Regions from separate parts of the Gossypium hirsutum genome. Here region 2 is linked to region 1. A link is a contact called in public Hi-C data. All regions are on one chromosome and are shown on one strand. Each heading gives the region's core, a stretch centred on a gene start, on an enhancer-like site or on the middle of the called end of the contact. The rest is flanking DNA. Distances are from core to core; before and after follow the strand shown.

Region 1 (5,885 bases), core at 1,789-4,288:
TAAAAACAAAATCTGATTGCCTTCATAACTAAAGCAAAACAAGTGTACAATAAGATTACGTGCCTGCCCAGTAGCTCTCCTTCGCCTAAGCCCTATATAAAATTCATCATTCAACAATTGCTCATTGTTTGTACCCACATCAATGGTTACAGGCAAGCACTGCAAACAGCAGCTAATGTATCAGCCATAGCATAAGGGAAAATATTGCCAAACATGGTTAACAGTAAGATACAGATCATTATGAGGCTTGTCCGGATTCATAACCTCTTAATAAAAGCAATATGTAAAGAAGCCTTCCATCAGTCCTTTAGTAATAAAGCAAAGGGTAGTAAATACTCATCATTACATATACTTACAGCAGAAGGACGAACTCCTCCAAGTGCAGTATATAAAGAGAGCTTCCCTATAGGAATTCCCATTCCCTGAGAATATAAATTACCATTAACAAGTCAATAACACATGTGAGAGACAGAGGCAGTTATCATTAGATGTCTCTGAGTATTTATACCTGACAGCCAAGGTCCCCTAGACCCAAAATCCTTTCCCCATCAGTGACGACGATGACTTGAATATCCCTCTGAGGCCAATTTCTCAGAACTTCATGAATCTTCCCCCTGCAAAGGACACAAGTCAGTGTAATACAACGGGAAAGAAGCTCAAATTCAAGAATCCGATGCCAGCTATAATCCGAGGAACCAATTCTCTATGTGAAACGTACTTTTCTTTCAAACTGATAAAAAGACCCTGAGGGCGCCTGAAGATGCTCCCATATTTCTGACAAGCCTCACCAACAGTTGGGGTATAGACAACAGGCAGTAACTCCTCAACATTGTCGATCAGAAGTTTGTAGAACAGCCTTTCATTTAACTCCTGAAAATGAAAGTGAAACCGAAATCAATTCAGAAGTGTTAAAGTCATTAACAGCAATTGATAAAAGCATAAAGTATTATTTCTTTCTGAGTACGATAGTCCGAATAAAAATTTTTAGAAACACTTAAAACAGAATAAGAATGGGAACTAACAGCAAGGAGGAAAGATTGTGAAATTAAATAGAGAAAATAAAAATCATAATCTCACAATAATAGGAGGAAACATAATAGCACAAAGCTACACAAATTCAAACATATTGTTCATATAATATGATGAACTAAAGAGAAATAAAATCATGCCATCGGGTGCAGCTACATATTTGACATTCAAGAAACATGCTGCAATAATTCCAGCCAGAAACCTACGACTTTAGAGCAAACGGTTACCTGCAAATCCATCATGGCCATGTACTTCTGCAGAGGAACTTGATACTGGCGGATACTATACATCATTTTCTTCACCTGGTGAGTAGTGGTAAAATAGTTCATTAAACATAGCAAGGGTTAAGGAAAATGAACAGAATTCAACAGAATGATTCAAGTGAAGTCAAAAAAGATGTACGAGCAGGGTAGATAACCTGAAGTTCTTGGGAAATAACTGTGGGGGGAAGAAGACCACGCAAGTAATAAGAATCTCTTTCTTTCTCATTAAAGGCGAGTCCTTTGTTGTGGTGAGGATCTCGCAACAACGAATACCCACTGCAGTGCATGAAGAAGAGCTTAGTCTTTGAAAGTATAATTAATTGGATTTTTGAAATTAGAGTAGTTCAAAAAACGTAACATTTATTTCCTAGGAATTTCAATCATATCTAACAACCAACACAAAGACAAAACAACAAATCAAAGATCTGAATTGGTAAAATTATTGTTGGCCACAACATCATGATCTAACATTCAATACAAAACAAAGAGTTCACAACAAGTACATCAAAAGGAAAACCATGAACTTAAACACAAAGAAGAAGACCAGAAAATAAAATAAGACCCAACACTTAGAAGATCACCTTCTTATTTAAATGTTAGACAAAAAAGAGATCTGTCAAACATATATGAAAAATCTTAAAAACCATCATGTCATACCCAGAAAAAAGAAAGCTCATAATAGAGGTGGGAAAAGCCAAATAAATAAATAAAAATTACACGAGAAAGATATTAGTGCAAAGGAAAGTAATCGAATGTTACCTGGCAACAGAGAGAGACCAAGGGGTGACAAGTTGATCGTCGGTGGCGGCGGCGTCATAGTAGAGGTCGCGGTCTTCGCCGGTAACAGTAGGATTGGGGTCCACATCAGCAACAGAAGAAGTGTCATCTTCTTTTATTTCTTTCAATGGGTTGTTGTTTTCAATCAAAACGCTGCTGTTTCGATCCCTGTTGGGGCCTAAAGCTGTGACTTTGACAGAAGCTGGTGGCAGCTTCTTCAGCTTGTATGAGAAAGGGCTTGATGACCCAGAAATGCCAGTGTTGTTCTGTCCCCCCCCCCATCCCATAAAAAAAAAAGAAAAGAAAAGGTCAGTAACGAAATCAAATAAAAAGCAAAACAGACTTTTTAAATATATATATATGTATTTGTGGTAAATCTGAGATCTTTAATGTCATAAAAGAAAGCCTTAGATGTTGAATATCTTTCAAAGATGTGCAAAACCAGATAGGAGGAATAAAAAAGAAGGAAATTTTTATTATTGTAAAAGAGCTACAAAGGAAAGACCCTGAAAAAGGTAAACTCATGTGATTTTCAAACTAGAAAAATACCAGAGAAAAAAAAACGAAACATGAGGAAGAGATATAACAATGATTAAGGTTTAGAAATAAATTATAGGAAATGGGTAGTGAAAATGAAGAATGGGTTGATTAAGAAATTACCAGAAAACAGCTTCTGTGCAAGGAAATCATGGTGAGAGAAAATGTGGGAAGACAAGAGTCTAGAGCTTTTGTTAGTGGAAATCTCTCAATAGAAACAAGCAAAGCAAAGAAAGGAAAGATGGAAAGGAAGAGAGTTTAGAGAGAAAGCAGATGGGTTATATAAAGCTTCCCTTTCCCTTCCTTTTCCCTTCCCTTACTCTGCTTTCTCTCTCTACCCGCTGATTTTGTATCTATGAGGGAGAGAAGGAGGAATCCTAAAAAACGTGTCCGGTTTTTATCCCTCTCTGCTACCCTCAGCAGACTTTTGGTGACTGCAAATGACAAGTGGGTAGCTGAGTTTGTCCCTTTATTACGAAAGTGCCACCACCGTCCCCTCAAGTAGGACGTCCAAAAAGAGTGGGTCCCAACCCAAGCCAACTTCCTGCGAATCTTGTTTAATTGCTGTATGTTTTAGGTGTGTTGAGCTGATGAGTTCGGGTTTGGTTTTCTGAACAACCAGACACTGGTTGCTTGATTGGTCGTCAACTTGTAAATCATAATAATAACAAAATAATTCTTTTTTTTTTAAGTATTCTTTTGTTTCGGGAGTCGGAAATTTTACTAAAAAAAAGAACTATATAATTATGAGGAGAAATTTTGAGATAAAATTAATGAGGATCTGCTTCGAAATATTCTGCATTAGTACATTGAAAACAATTTTTAATCTAGTTTTGCAGCCCTTGGATTAAGAATTCTTCGAGATTTATAGTGAGATTTGTCATGTTATGATGGTTGAAACATATTTAAAAAGCGCAGGATTCGTTTCATCAAATTTTATGGCCAAGAAAGAGTCTGAGAACGTCTTCTTCATGCAGTTGTGTGCGGCAATTTTTCATGTCAATTCCAAGATTTTCGGGAATGTCGTCTTCATGAAATCTTGTCGTCTGTTTATATGCGTATTTCTTTTCCTTCTTCTTACCAGTATTTCAATGTTATTGAAAGGAAACAGATTAAACATACATATCTAGATGATGTATATTTTGTTACATTAATGTTTTTAAAATGTTATATTAATTTTATAAAATATAAATTTAGGAAAGCAGCAGCAGGCATGAGGACAAAGTAAATTGTAGGGGAGATTTAGGAAAGCAGACATAGTGAGCTCCTCCTCCTCCTTCATTCCCTTTGGTAAAACAAAAATAAAGACATTGGGAGGAAGAAGAAGCCAACTTTCTGAACCACTGTAACATGACAGCCATTTGATTTTTAGTTTCTGGTTCTGGGCCTTTTTGTCTGTCGGTTTCTTTATTTCATGTGGCTGATAACTTTTGTCTGACGTGGCTTTTCTAGAGCTAGTTAATTATTATTTTGAAATGTGTTTTCCAATTTTGCTTTTTAAGGAAAATTATTTTTAAAAAGTGTGATAAAGAAAATATGAAAAAAGGGATTCGTTAATTTTTAGTAATTTATGTTATTATCAAATATGGTTGTTTTTTAGTTTTCATGCTCATTTTGTAATTTATTTTTGGGATTCATGGTTATTCCTTTTAACAATATATTTTTAAGGTAGATAAAATATAAATTTTAAATGTTTTTTTACGTAATTAATATAAATTATTCATAAAATTAACAATAAAATATTTTTAAAACTTAAATATAATAATAAATTGGTAATTTACTAATTTTGCGAAATGGTGAATTATTTAATCAATAAAACCAAGTAGTTTGGTGTTATGAGAACCAAGTAATTGAGAGATATGTAAAAGTAGATCCCACATAATAAAACCAAGTGCTTTGCTGTTTTTATTAATAATATGACTCGGGAATTTCTTAATATCATCCCACGTGCTCTGCATTTTACCTTTACAATATTCTATATATTATATATAAAAAAAAGAGATTTTAGGAATTAGTAAATATATTTTAGGTAGTATAAAAAATCAATAAAGATAATTTAGGCATTAAAATTATGAGCGGTTAAAATTAAATTAATTTAATCGGTCGATGACTGAATTTAATTCAGTTAAAGGTTAGTTAATGATTTTTTAAAATTTCAGTTATCGATTAATTTAATTTAAAATCAGGTAATTAATTAAATGAAATAATATATAATATATTTTTATATTAGTAATGTATTTTTAACTATTATTTTTATATTAATCAAAATAAATAATATAATATAATATATAATATATTTTTTGAACTATTAAAAAAAAGAAGAAAATGAACATTAGCAATGTATTTTTTTATATGTTTATACTTATTTTAATCAAAAGATAAAAACATATAAATTTTAGTTTATATGGTTAAACGATCAAATTAATCGAAATATTTCAATTTGGTTAATTCATTTGAAAAAATTTTGATTCGGTCAGCGGTTAAAGATTTTTACATTTCAAGTAATTGGTTAGGTTAAAAACCGAGCCGACCGTTTGAACACCCCTAATTAGAACTTAATTAAGTATGTTGTAAAAAAAAAGCTAAATAGTTTATAAAATTTAAATTTTATTACATTTAAGTTTTCTTTTTATCGCTGTAATATAATATAAAGCTGGATTGGCTTCCTAATCGCTTTTCTCACGTTCTTTTTATCGTACCAATCATCATCTCTTAGATTCAATCTGAAATTCCAATGAAGCATGGGCAGTTGAGAATGAAACCAAACCAGAGATTGTATTAGTCCTAACTCCTAAGGCCATTTATATTACACGTAATAAAGTGGTGAATTTGATCATAACCAGTTATATATATCAGTTTGTTTTCCTCACTCCCTGTTTCTTTCTTGGTTACATAAAAAGATGGGAAAAAACTAACAGACAAGTGTGAGGGTAGGTGGCATAGCAATACCATGTGGTAATTGCATTTAATGGTAGTTGAGGTTTTGGTGTTAGATGACATTCGCCTGCATAGCCATATTCAACCCCGTTATAAAAAATTCTCATTTTACGCCCCTCAAATAATCATTTACATATTATATTAATTTAATTCTAAAAATTTCAAAAAATATATATAAAAAAACATAAATATTTTTTTGGAATATATGATAATAGATTTAAATTTTATATTAATGTTAATAACATTATTAATACTAAATAAAATAAAAATCCCCTCTCCCCCCTCCCTCTCAGCTTTAGTTCTTTAGAATACAACACTCTATCTTAGAGCAATGGGCTCCTT
Region 2 (5,885 bases), core at 1,052-3,551, 48 kb after region 1:
ACAATATTTTATCTCTTCAGAAATGAGTTAGTTTAAAAACTTGCATAATCTAGTTTAAAAAGGTGTTCAATTGTTTAAGTAAAAAAAAATTGCAACCCAATGCGTTAGGGTACAACTTCTCATAATACTAAACACTGAACATTACCTTTATTTTATTCTTATTATTTTTGAACATCCTCGTCTCAAGAGAACAATACGTCATATCCAATGCATTAGGACACAATACATTAAATTCTTGATTATGAGCTTTTATTTACGTTTTTTTATAAAAAGAGTAATCTCGGTTATTTAGATTCAACGAAGAAAATCGAAACCTAATATGTTAAGGATCGATCTTCTCGAATTTAAAATACGAGATTTTGCTTTTTTGAAAGTCGAAACTTATGCTTTGAGATGAATTAATCTAATTTGAAATGGTAAAAATGAAACACGAGGTTAACATGCGTACAAAACAATATTGAATGCGATAGCATAAAAATAATACAAGCAACTATAATAAGAATGAATGAAAAGGGCAAATGATAATATGCAAAAAATACAAGTATAAGCAAATAAAATTAAAATATTCTTTTAAAATAAAGACGTAAACGTAAATAAATAAACAAATAAAGAGAATGAACAAAGTTATAAAAAAGATATATTTGTATGTGTTTATAAAATAGGTATGTAGAAATATGTAGATATGTATGTAAATTAAATATATATAAGAAAAATATAATTATGTATATACACACACATACAAATATATGTTATATATATATGTATGTACATATTAAAGTTTAAAAATAATAAAAATATATACGTATATATACAAGCAAATATGATAATTTATATACATGTTTAAAGATATATTAAAAATATGTATGTATATATCTATACAAATTAGAAAGTACAAAAAAAAATATAAGTACGTAAATATATAAATATATACACTTATAAGAATTAAAAAACATGTATATAGATATAAATACATGTATACATAAATTATAAAATATAAAAATATACGAGTATGTAAACATCTATATATATATATAAAGCTAAAACAATAATAAAAACTAATTAATATATTAACAATAGTAATGAATAAATAAAAGGAAAATAAAACTGATAATAATAAATAGTAATAATAATAATAACAATAATATAAAAATAATTAATTAAACAATAAAACTGCAAAAAAAAGGGACTAAATTGAAATAAAAACGAAAGTACCGGGTAAATTCAAAAATAAAAAAACGAAGAGTACTGAAGTAAAACGCGCGTCAAAAGGAAGGGACTGATTGGGAAAATATTCCCAGCCTTCAAGCGCGCCGTTTTAACGGAAGGGTAGCATATGGTCTGAGGACCAAATCGAAACAGAAACTAAAATCACGAGCCGAATTTATAAAACAAATAAATAAGCAAAAGGATGAAATCGAGATAAATAGAAAATGCGGAAGGACCTGGACTGAAAATAACCCACCCGCACAAAAAGCGCGGACCCTGAGTTGCGGGTCGGGTCAACGCGCGGGTAGGAGGGGGTAAAACGGTGCCGTTTTGAAATGTTTATTAAAACCAAAATTTTTTTTTGCTTCATTTTTAATTTCAACTAAAAAACAAGCCTTTCTCTCCTTCCCTCAAAGTTTCCACCAGCCAAACATGGCCACGCTGGCGAGCGGCCGTTCTGAGGCCGGGGCTCCGTCACGGGCGGTGGTCGGAGCAAGAAAAGTGGGGTTTTTAACCCCGTTCTCGACCTCCACCTTAAGGCCCGATCCTCCAGACGCAACGAGCCGAAAAAGGAGAGACCTTTCATCCATTTCTCGGTCTGATTCCAGCACTGAAGACGGTCTCCGGGGACAGGCTTTCGAGACCGGTAATGATCCTTTCTCTCTTTTGTTTCGTTTAAAAATTTATAGAAAATAAACAAAAAAAGGAAGAAAATAAACAAAAAAGAAACGCAAGAACAGAAAAGAAAATAGACTGAGATCAACCTTTTTTTTTTGCTTTTTGATCTTCTTGTTATTAATTCGTTGTATTTTTGTGAAAATGTTACAAAAGAAAAAGAAAAGACCCGATTACAGTGATGAAGCCCCCCTTTTCTACTTTTGCAAATCGGCTTTATAGCCGAAAGAAAATCTAAATTTTTTTGCCATTTTTGGACTTGTTTCTCTTTGCTCCTGCTTCTCTTTGTTGCGTGTTTACAGGTCTTGGTAGAGCAGGTGGCGGCAGACGGTAGGTGCGGCGCTAGTCAGATGCAGGTGGGGGTGGCCGATGGGACGTGCGGCATAGCGGTGGCAGAAGACAGAGCTGCGGCGCTAGGGTTTCAGAAAAGCTGAAACCCTAGTTTGACTTCTGTTGGGCCAGGGTAATTTTGGGCTGAATTGGGTTTGGGTAGTTGGGCTTATTTTATTGGGCTTTGGGTTTCTGATTTGGGCTGATAATTTGTGGTTTTGGGCCCAGGCAAATTTGGACTTGTACAATGATATTGAGTGGCAAACTCTTTTTGTCATTTTATGTTGGCTACTTTGGAAAAATAGGAATAGGTCTGTTTTTTTTAATAGTCACAGGTGCACCCAAGTCATCGTGGATACAAGTTACACGTAGGCTAGGAGTTATCGGGATTTAGATGTGAAAATGAAACTGCCAAGAACCGTGATGATCCTTTCGAGTTGGTTACCTCTAGAAACAGCTTGGATAAAGCTTAACTCAGATGGAGAGGTGCCGATTAGTGGGAAAAATGCTTCCATTTGAGGAGTGTTAAGGATTCGAATGCAAACTGGTTGTGGGGTTATATGATGAGTTCCGACAAAGAATCTGTTTTTAAATTTGAAACAAGAGCGATGTTGGAAGGCCTTTTTATAGCTTGGGAGAAGGGGTTCAGAAAGGTTGAAGTTGAGTGTGATAATGCTTTGTTGATTGAACTTCTATTGTCTGGTGGAGGAACTAATAGTATTTTAATAGAATTAAGGTTATTATATAAGTTGTTGTGTCGAAGATGAGAGTTTCGCATTTGACATATTTTGAGAGATTAGAATAGAGTTGCAGATCACATGGCTAAATGTGCTGACACAAGAGACTCTTTGCTCTGTTTGTTTGCAGTTCCGTCGGTTTTGGTTAGAAGTTTGTTGGTTGAAGATGGCAATAGGTCTAGATCATTTTAACTTATGATTTTATTGTTGTAATCGCTTAATGCAGTCTCTTTTCTACAAAAAGAAAAAACAATTGAACTTTATCGAAACAAAGGACCTACACAAACTTGAATTAGAAATAAATTTCTCATCACATTACTATTAGAACCCTCTGGATAAAATTTGGTGTCCACCTATAACAATCACTTCTATATCTAATTAGTTCTAGATACTAAAATAGGGCATCATCATAGTCTTAGTCATGCATGAGCATGGAATATGGATGAGATTTTTTTAGGTTAAAATATTTTGTTAACCCTTGTATTTGTATAAAATTTGAGATTTAATCATTGTACTTTTAAAGTTAAAAAAATTCCTCCTATTTTATTGGTTTAAAAATATCAATCAAATCCTTAAAATTATAAGTATTTTCCGTCAAAATTTGTCAAATTGTATTTTTAATTAAGCCGTCCTCATATAATATGAGATATGATTGATAGAAAATAAACATGTTAAGTTGACATTTTTTTTATAGAAACTACTAATGATAATAATGATTGGATTAGAATTTTTAAATTGAAAAAATAGGAAATTGGAATTTTAACTTTTAAAGTAAATGGATTAAATCTCAAATTCTATACAAGTGGATGGACTAACAACATATTTTAACTTATTCTTATGTCTAGTTCCTATTCCTATTGAAAGGAACTAGGACCCTATCCAATAAATATGTCCACCCTATAACCCGGAAACAGAAATCAAACTCCTTTATTTAGAAATAGCATGTAGTATTGGAAAACATAATCAACAATCTCATACATTTGGCATCAATTTACAAAGACCATTCTTGAGCTAAATAGTCATAACATGTTAAAAGGTGAAGAAGTGATTGCATAGAAATGTTCCTCTATCTAACTTGGAAGTTCAGCAACTTGATGCATAACCCAAACATGAATGCAAAGAACAATGGGAAAACAACCAAAACCACAGCAACTGTTCTCAGGAAATCATGGTGAAACCCGAAATGGTGTTCTAAGTACCATTTAATAGTAGGGTCAAGCTTCATCCCTGGTACTTTTATGGTGCGCTCGTCATCTCCATACTGCGACGTGATCAATCCATATACTGTCCATGCCATTGGGCAGATCCAATAATACCATATCCACCATGGAGGGATTCTCTGAAATTTCAAAGAAAATGAATTAATTTCTATCATCACACATTGTTGGGATTATTAATACACATAATTTGCTTGCAAAAGAAGTTAACATACTGGTTTTGGAATGTAGAAGCCGGAGAAAAGATTAAAGAGTGAATAGAAAGCGGCAGCTAAGATGGCAGCTACTTGAACGTTTGGAGAGATGGCAACAGCCATCATCCCGTAGTATGTGAAGTAAAGGAAGGTGCAGAAGTTAACAAAAAGGAACCAGAAGAACTTTTTCGCCGTCCAGTTGAACTTCATCATAGCATACACAATAAGTGTAAAATATGAAGATTGGGTTACCACAAATGGTATTTCTACTATTACCTGGATGCCACGTCAAAATTAATTTATAAGATGAGAGTAGATTAGTCAAATGACAAAAACACACTGCCATTGATAGTTTGACACGAGTTTCCATCCCGTTGAAGTGATTGATTCTTGAAACAAAGTGCCAAAAAGTATTAAGCCTTCACTACCTCTCACCTGTGCAAGTGCATAAGGTAATGCAGAGTACATTCCGGCTGCTCTTTCTCGATAAAATATGCTTCTTTCAATGGCTACAACTGGTTGGGCTGTTTGGCAGTTATTAACTCCGAGAAACATGGCAGCTATATACATGCCTCCCGTTATCACAGAAAGCTGAGTTGCATTTTTCCTGAACCACAGAACAATAAAAAAGAAAACAGAATGCATCATTTAGGGGACATTTTGAAAATTTTTAGTCATATGGTGAATGAGAAGTGAAAGATTGAGTCAGACAGTTTTGTTCCAGCTCCCCAGAAAATTGATCCAATGATTAGAGCTGCAATCAAAGTGAAACCTAATCTGACAAGGTTATAGTCAGGGGTTCTCCAGTAAGCTTTGAATTGCTTCCAGAGGCAACATCTGAACTGCCCCCACATAGGCTGAGAATATTGAGTGATGAAATGTAGGTCGTTAGCTCCAGGAGGTGGTGTGCTTAGCGCTTTTACTAAAGCTTGGTTTTGCCTAATCAAACACATATATGTCAGCTTGGAATCACACAAGAGCGTCAAAAACTGTCTTCTGAACATTAAATAATAGCTTACTGATACAAAGACGATGACTTATAATGCTCCGCAAAGTCAATTCCAAGTTGTGCTTCAACTGCTGTTGAGCTCACTTCTAGCATCCAAGTTGCTGGATTTTGTTTCTCCTTAATTTTGGGAATACCAGGAACTGCCTGCAGTAAGTTTCGGATGAGTTACAGATTTCTCCAAATCATTTCATAAACAACTTTTAGGGTGATAAGTCACCTCAAAATATTGAATAATCTTTTGAGAATTTTGACCCAATCGTCCAAAGTAGATAACTCGTCCCCCACGTTTCATCAATAACAATTCATCAAAGGCTTCAAATATATCGATGCTTGGTTGATGAATTGTGCAGACGACAGTTCTACCAGTATCCACAGTGTTTCTCACAGTTCTCATGACGATAGCAGCCGCCCTTGCATCAAGCCCAGATGTAGGTTCGTCCATGAAAATAATTGAAGGATTAGCAACGAGCTCTACCGCAATTGTCAATCTTTTTCTCTGCTCTGTTGACAGCCCTGT

What was found. Hi-C and Micro-C count contacts between places; a contact is called where the count stands out from the background.
Region 2: a Hi-C map of leaf shows a contact between it and region 1, with 2.9 times the contacts expected there. The contact joins the enhancer-like site here to the promoter of LOC107913882 in region 1. A contact is called at or near these places in 15 of 34 Hi-C or Micro-C datasets (anther, callus, fibers and 3 more).

Annotation. Positions count from the first base shown.
Region 1 is chrD10:7,045,826-7,051,710 of Gossypium_hirsutum_v2.1, forward strand. LOC107913882 (NADP-dependent malic enzyme) reads right to left here and starts at 3,039. Exons shown (of 20, transcript XM_016842551.2): 1 at 2,730-3,039; 2 at 2,052-2,335; 3 at 1,448-1,568; 4 at 1,257-1,331; 5 at 719-870; 6 at 509-614; 7 at 357-422; 8 at 64-159. The coding sequence starts at 2,759.
Region 2 is chrD10:7,094,225-7,100,109 of Gossypium_hirsutum_v2.1, forward strand. LOC107913881 (ABC transporter G family member 29) reads right to left here. Exons shown (of 21, transcript XM_016842550.2): 16 at 5,586-5,885; 17 at 5,379-5,512; 18 at 5,071-5,298; 19 at 4,795-4,966; 20 at 4,381-4,635; 21 at 3,856-4,287. The coding sequence ends at 4,015. Among protein-coding and RNA genes, the nearest start is that of LOC107913881, 9.0 kb to the right of the region's middle. Within about 2 kb of position 2,302, at least 9 of the 9 cell types and tissues checked have an H3K27ac peak or open chromatin away from gene starts, as enhancers often do. A contact at or near this core is called in fibers and leaf, where this site is marked.